Linked DNA regions of Zea mays: region 1 is linked to region 2. Evidence: chromatin contacts called from public Hi-C data. All regions are on one chromosome and are shown on one strand. Each heading gives the region's core, a stretch centred on a gene start, on an enhancer-like site or on the middle of the called end of the contact. The rest is flanking DNA. Distances are from core to core; before and after follow the strand shown. Region 1 overlaps LOC103639174 (guanine nucleotide exchange factor SPIKE 1). Region 2 holds the start of LOC100281146 (endo-1,4-beta-glucanase).

The links. A called contact is a pair of places that touch in the nucleus more often than the background predicts.
Region 1: a contact with region 2 is called in a Hi-C map of root tip, with 5 times the contacts expected there. The contact joins the enhancer-like site here to the promoter of LOC100281146 in region 2. A contact is called at or near these places in 8 of 25 Hi-C or Micro-C datasets (ear, leaf, root tip and 1 more).

The regions. Positions count from the first base shown.
Region 1 is chr9:137,974,389-137,978,289 of Zm-B73-REFERENCE-NAM-5.0, reverse strand. It overlaps LOC103639174 (guanine nucleotide exchange factor SPIKE 1), which reads left to right. Exons shown (of 31, transcript XM_008661964.3): 31 at 1-437. The coding sequence ends at 50. Among protein-coding and RNA genes, the nearest start is that of LOC103639174, 31 kb to the left of the region's middle. Within about 2 kb of position 1,714, at least 16 of the 20 cell types and tissues checked have an H3K27ac peak or open chromatin away from gene starts, as enhancers often do. A contact at or near this core is called in ear, root tip and tassel, where this site is marked.
Region 2 is chr9:137,821,737-137,825,289 of Zm-B73-REFERENCE-NAM-5.0, reverse strand. LOC100281146 (endo-1,4-beta-glucanase) reads right to left here and starts at 2,205. Exons shown (of 6, transcript NM_001154065.3): 1 at 1,677-2,205; 2 at 1,150-1,457; 3 at 469-930. The coding sequence starts at 2,058.

The DNA of each region.
Region 1 (3,901 bases), core at 465-2,964, 150 kb before region 2:
TCACCGCTGAGCTATCTCATTATATCCCTGCTATACTCTCCGAGCTATGATAGAACTGTAACAAGCCAGAAATTAGGTAGCATGTGAATGATTCATTCTTTCAGTTGCAGGTTCCCACCAAATGTCCATATTTCCATTAGTTTTGGTTGTATAGTTGCACCGATTCCTGATTTTGGAGTGTAAAGTTTGTATAACCTAGTGTTATCTGTTATGCACCAGTTATATGCTGAGTGCCATGTTTTTTGCGGTTTGCTACTGTATCACAGCGAGCCGACATTTTACAACAGTTATATGTAATGTTCTGTAGTGATACAATAGTGCCTATTCTGGGTGATATGTATTTTTTTCCCTGTAGGAAATTTGCTGCTGTCGAGGGCATCCTCGCAATTTGTTTATGCACGATTTGAAGCCTTGTGTTATTGAAGTCGTTCCCATAACTGTAGTTTGTTTATTGTTCCTAGTGTATAATGACGCCTTAAATTGCTCATGTTCCATGGTTGAACAAGATTTGGAACATTTCAAGGAGCCCGCTTAAATTTGATCTGCATTCTCATGGGAGGTGGGGGCAGCATCCTAGACCTACCTCCTTCCTAAATCTGTCTTTCGCACAACACTTTACATCATCTTGAATACCCTATATTTGAAACGCGCAACGTAAGCAATACGTTTAATTGCAACAATGAGAAATTGGTCTCACAAAATGAACGCAATAAAAGTAAAATGGAATAAAAATGACCAGTGCACTTTAACGTGGCCTCGTAATGCAAGTGCATAGCTATGAACTGTCTACATATCTCTGAACATTAACATAATACCATTTGTCTCCAGGCAAGTACAGATCCATGGTTCTAACTCACAGTGCAATGCCTCTGTACTGGTACAAAATTACGAACTCATTTCGGCTGTAGACAAGCCAAGGGTTCCCCTCTTCAGTCTTCCCTATAAAGTACGAAGTCATCTCCGGCAGCATGTGATGTGAGGGCGCACGACGTCTAAAAAAACGTCGTAATCCTTTGTAAACTTTTGGGCTAGGCTTTTCTCTCGTAATCCTTGTAAACTTTTCGGGTTCAGGTAACCCATGGACCATGAAAACTTAAACCTAACCTTGCCGCAGGGAAGAAGGCTATGTAGATCTTTGGATTGTACAGAAAAGTTAGGTAAGAGGAGGCCTTGAATCACTCGAGTGAAGTCTAGACTCTTGAAGGATAAACCTCTCTAGCTCATGCTGTTTGCAACTGATGAGCTTTAGAGCAGGTGAGGTGGGCGCAGCGCGAATGCTTCCCCTTGCTGTTCATCTTCCGGTTCCACCTTCATCGGATCCTGAATTCCAGAGGGTCCCTTTCGCGCACGCACATGACGTGCTTTTTGGCTTTTTCCCTGCCTCAAAGCGCCCAAAAGTGAGCACGTAAAAAAAAACACGACACCCCTCTCGTCTCGTCTCTGCCTTTCCTTGACAGCTCCCGTGCCCCGTGACCGTGGCTCAGAGCGGCAGCAGTAGTAATATCCTCCGGTATCCACCCATTTCTATCTCACTTTCATGATTGCCATGCCACCCCGGATGCGCGCGTCGCGAGGACAGGCAGCGACTGGGCGCGGGCACATGGGAGCTGAATCACACTGACGATGACGACTGCCGTGCCGTGCCGTGCCGAGGGGCAGACCGCAGACGCAGAGCCAGAGGGCGCGCGCTGCCGTTCGGCAGAGTGGAGCAGCAGCAGCTCGATCGGAGCTGAGCAGGGGGCCCGGGTCGCCGGTGCGGAGGCCCGGCCCTCTGCATCTCTCGGCCTAGCTGTAGCTCGGATGAATTTCTCTGCGGCCAGCTCTCCTTTAAAAGCAGCCTCGGCACCGGCACGCAGACGCAGCACGTACGTGCGCCCCACACCGTGCGGCGTGCCCCTTGCCTTTGCAGTCTGCAGTCTCGACGTGATGTAAAGGCGGAAGCAGCGGCGAGGTGTTGCTGGCGACCGCTCCACTCTCCAACCCTTTCGGCGAGCGAGCGAGCGAGCTCGGCGGGCAGGGCAGTCGCCTCGTCGCCGCTTTGCGAAAAAATCCCCAAGAGTGTGTGTGGACCCAATGATCGTGCTCGTGCTCGTGCACCGCTATTCGGGTAGTTTAAGGATGGGTTGTCTGATCTGATCCCGGTCATCTTTGGAAGTTGGATTTGAAATAGCTAGGTCATCTCCAGATTGACATTGCCTGTTCCTGTTGTCGATCTAGGGCAGCAGCAGCAGCAGCATGCATGCATGCTCACAGGTCAACAATCATGGCGGCACAGACTGCACAGTGCAGAGCGCCAATGGCCCGAGATCGCCGTAGTACCGACCGACCGACACATGTTCTATAGCAGCCTACGCGGTCCTGCTTGTCTACGCCAACTGCCAAAATCTGATCCTGTTGTTTCATCAGGACCGTACCTCCACGACCCCGCCGCCTCACCACCTCTTTTATACACAGAACAGAACTTGGCATGCAGTGCAGCGGCCGGCAACAGCTTTGTGCGCTCTTTGGTTCTTTAAAGCGGCGCGTCTTTTCTTTGCGCAAATTGATGATAGCAGATGCGGTCATCGTCCTCCCTAGTAGTAGTAGAAACTGTACGTAGGGTAGGCCGCTTTGAAGGACAGACAGAGGTAAGCTTTGAGGGGAGGGAAAAAAAAACGAGAGCGCGGCTAATCAGAACACAGCGAATGGTAGGCCACTTTTCAGTGCGAGAGGTAGGCGCGTGCTGCTTTCCCCCTAATTCCAAGCTTAATCGGCATCATTGCCTGCACATCAGCATGTCCATTAATAAGTGCAACACGTACGGCAATGTGCACGTGAGCAAAAGGTTGTCCACGTTTTTGGAAACTTGAACACGCTTCCAAGTACGATGTATTTGTACACACGATGGACAATTTTTATCGAAACCACCAATCCAGCTCTCCATGTGATCGGAGATGTTGAACTTAGCACGGATTTTAGATACACTTTAATTTACAAAGTATAAAGACAAAAAAACATAACGTGTGTGATCAGTATTATTGCATATTTGATTGATTGAGAGTTCGTTTCAAACAACAACTCACATGCTTAATTGAAGTAGAAGAAAAAAAGAAACAGATAAGAGATGGAGATGTACATGTTAGGGCTTGTTCGGTTATTCCCAATACACATGGATTGGATGGGATTGGAAAAATTGTGAAGAAGTTTGACTTGTTTGGGATTCAAACCCATCCAATCCCGCTCAATCCACATGGATTGAGAGCTAACCGAACAAGCCCTTAGTGGGGCCACTGCCGAAGTGTCGATCCACATAATCGTATTTCATCTATCCGATGTAATCGATTAGCGCTGAAGCATGTTGGGCACTAAATTAAGCTACGGACGGTCCGGTCCTGAGGCCGGACGCTCCACGCCTGGGGGCCGGACGGTCCGCGCGTGCGCAGAACAGATTAGGGTTCCGAGTTTTGTGCTATGGTTGTTAGCTAGATTCGCGGAATTAGCTCGAAAATTAGTTTGTAAAGGGTCCAGCCCCCCTCCTCTATAAATAGAGAGGTATACAGCCGATTTATAATTATCAATCGAATCAATAACACTTCTATTTCACATTTATTTCATGTACAATTAGGAGTAGTTCTAGTCTAGTTCTAGTTTAGTCTCTCAATCCCCAAATTCTCCGCTTCTTTTCGACTCTACGTCGATTAGAGGAGTCTAGGTCGGTCTGCCCGAGCCTAGACATCACTTAGGATCTCTCCTCCCCGACGGGGTCCCTCCCTGGAGCAAGATCCAGGCGCCGCCGGCGATCTTCCGCCGCCTCTGCGCACGCGCGGACCGTTCGTCCATCAGGCAGGAAACCCTAGCCTCGCACCAGGCCGTGGACCGTTCGGCCCCTGTGTAGAGAGCGTCGCTGCTGGTTCTTGTTGAG
Region 2 (3,553 bases), core at 956-3,455:
GTAGTAGATAAAAATGATATAAACGAGACGTTTGTATGCTTTAAATCACAATGGCTAAAAGGGTAGATAAATAGTATTGCAAGTCTATTTTATGCCTATATTATAATGTGAATTATCATTATGGTGTTGGGACTATTTACAGTATTATTTTATGCCTATATTATAACTTAATCTTCAAATTTAAGATCTATTGTGTTATTTTGTGCATATATATCAAATTACACTGCAGATTTGACAATTATTATCGAATTGTCAAATGGTTTTATTGATTGTGTATGATCTTTTTGGACGGCATACCCTATAAGATAAAGTCCTAGATCCGCCGCTGGCACCAGGCATCAACCATCAACCACATAAATGGAAGCAGGCAAGTACCAGGTATCAACAGTCAACCAAATAAATGCCAGCAGGCCAAACGTGAGGAATGTCCAAACATTTAATTAAGAAAGATAAGTTCAAAACATTTACCTGTGCACCAGTGAGCTTATTATCCCAGCTGAACACACCATAATCCGGTCCACCCCAGAAAGCGCCAGCATGCTTCGCAAGTTTAGGGTTTGTGGCTAGAGTCAAGTATGATGAATTGCCAGTTGCAAGGTACATCCATGAGCTACCCCACAGAAACTCATCCCAGTAACTAGTTGAATTGTAGAACTTTGCAGCATACGATCCACCTGCGCTATACCTCCCACGCCGGTCCCTTGCGAACTGGAAGAGAGTGGTAGCACCATGTACAAGCTTCTGTGAGTAAGCCTTGTTGTCCTTGAATACAATCGACGCTGCAGCTAATGCTGCAGCCATTTCAGCAGCAAGATCTGAACAAGTGTGGCACTCAACCACTGGACGTGGGTAGTCAATGTCCTCTGGCCTCATCCAACAATACCGATCATTGGGCTGTGTCGAACCAGGCGACGTCGCACCACCTCCCACCTGCACCACCTCCCCCACAATTCAGATTAGCAATGGCCTGGTAGCGACAGGCAAGAACAACTCCAAATTCATCCCCCCCCCCCCCCCCCCCCCCCCCCCCCCCCCCCCCCCCCCCCCCCCCCCCCCCCCCCCCCCCCCCCCCCCCCCCCCCCCCCCCCCCCCCCCCCCCCCCCCCCCCCCCCCCCCCCCCCCCCCCCTATTTGAGATGAAGCTTTTTACCTGCGCAATGACACGATCAATGCTATCGGCTGTGGAATTAAAGGTCTTCAAGAAGTAGTCTGACCCCCACTTGATAATGTCACGGACATGGCCAAGTTCCCCAACAGCGTCGTACTTGGCACTGTACTCAATGACGCTCCAGCTGAGGAGGGTCATGGAGAAGGCAGCTGGGAAATTGAACTTGACGGCGTCGCCGGCATCATAATACCCGCCAACCAGGCTTCGCCTGACTGCAGGGTCAGAAAGCCCGTCCTTCATGCAAGAGTTACCGCGCCAATGTATATTGTTGTGCTTCGGAAGCTTCCCAGCTGCAGCAAATTGAAGAGCGAAGATGTCAAAAAAAAATGTGACCTTTATATTCACAAATCACTTGGAGACGCTCGGTGTCACGGTATGGTACACCTGACATTGCAGGTATTCAACGGAGCAAAACTATAGGTAAAAGAACGCCTTAAATCCCGTCTTTTGAACCGTTACAAATCACTAGAAGAAATGCGAAAAATGACGAAACTTAACTAACTACTCACATCTCTGGGCATGGAAGAACATGAGCGCCTTGTGCAGCGCGACGGTGTAGTCGTCGGGCGGTGGCAGCGGGCGGTGCCGCCTGGGGATGGCCTTGGCGATCCCGGCCACGGCCCCCGCGAACACGGCGGCGGCGAGGAGCACGCCGAGCGTCCAGACGAAGAGCTTGCGGCTGACGAGGAGGCAGCCGATGTCGACGTACTTGTTCTTCTTGCGGGGCTGGTCGGCGGTCCCCGCCAGCAGCCAGCTCTGCTGCGTCTCGTCGAGCGTCCGCGACAGCGCGGCCCGGTCGATGTCCAGGTTGCGGCTGCGGTCGTCGTCCGTGGCCGAGTCGTGGCATATCTCCAGCGGGCCGCCCCAGGGATCCCTCCCGTACATGCTCATCTCGCCCCCTTCCAACAGGCTGGTACAGAGCCTCCCCTTCCTCTAGCTCCTCGTGAGACGGCGGGGAGGAGGTGGGAGGGATTTGCTGGAAGAGAGGCGGCCGGAGTAGTGAGCGGTGGCGGTGGGAAGGAAGGGTCCCAGTAGTAGTGGGACGGGACGGGATATCACGGATGGGGACGCATGTCTGCTGTACTGTACTGTACTTGGCTGCCGGCTTGTTTTGTTAACGGATAGATTTTGGAGTAGTGTGGTGTGGTGTTGGGTGTGTGGGGAACTGGGGATGGCGATGGATGCTAGTCTTGCTGACTACTGTACTGTACGCGATAATCTTTGTTTTGTTTTCTTGCCATGACCATGAGACCCCGGTCTTCCTCGTACGGGAACGGCCCATGCGGTGATTCCTTTCCTGCTCACATGCATGTTTGGTGCCGGGTCTTTGTTTTATGGGCTGTAAATGTACTAAAACATGTGTTTCGTCAGAGTTTTTAACACCTTCAGGATCCAGGGCGTGGCCAAATGGCAGATTATATATACACACACGGAGAGAGACATTCTTGTGTCGCTGGCATCCTAAAAATTATCATTTAAACACCCAGTTTGTGTTGTACGGTTTGTGCCACCCGGACCGGGCAGTCACAAGCTGTTGCATCTGGTACGTACTGTACAATACATGCCGTATGCCGAGTAGTACACACAACTACAGTCATCTGTTGCACCTGCAGGAGCGGGACACCTTGTTCTTTCCTGCATCCAACGCCTGGCGCCATTGCTTCCTCCCATCAACGCAACATCTGGAAGCCCCTCTTAGATTTGGTTTAGGTGAAACTGAGCTGGAACAAAGACGCCGAACGGAAGGAATCAGAACGTTTAGCTTAGCCTTAGCTATGGTAGAGATAGATGAGCCTGGTTGCCCAAGGGATTTGCTTACTTTATCTGCATGCATGCGCGGCGGCTTTGCGGAAAGCGGGCGCTTTGCCGTGCCGTCTCTACTTTCTATACGTACTAGTTTCTCCCCCACTATCTTGGTGTGCGTGCAATGCGAATCTGGCAACTGTACTGTACGTTGCGCCCAACTCAACCCCGCGGCTTGCCTATTCGTGGTAGATTTCCTTAGCTCTTTGGAACACAACGATTGCACTGCTCCTCCCGTACCGTGCGTGGCTGTCGCCGTCGAGTTGGCGTCGTGGCACGCACGATTGGTTAGCAGTATACTAACCAAACCCTTGCGGATCGATCGAGTGGCGATTATTTTTGGCATTCGGCTTTGGGCGAGAATTCAGAAATTACCACAAGACACAGTTCACACGGACCTTGATGTTTTTGTGAATTGCGAGCATTGCGGTGCAGCCGTGCAGCCTTGCGTGAAGGGCTGGCTGCGCGCGGACAGCTGGAGACAGGCAGCGGGGAGGCAAGAGAAGGCGCGCAGCAAAGGTTGTGACAGGCGGGAACCGCGGCGGCGTCACGCGGGCCACGGTAGTTCCAGTTCAACGCGGGC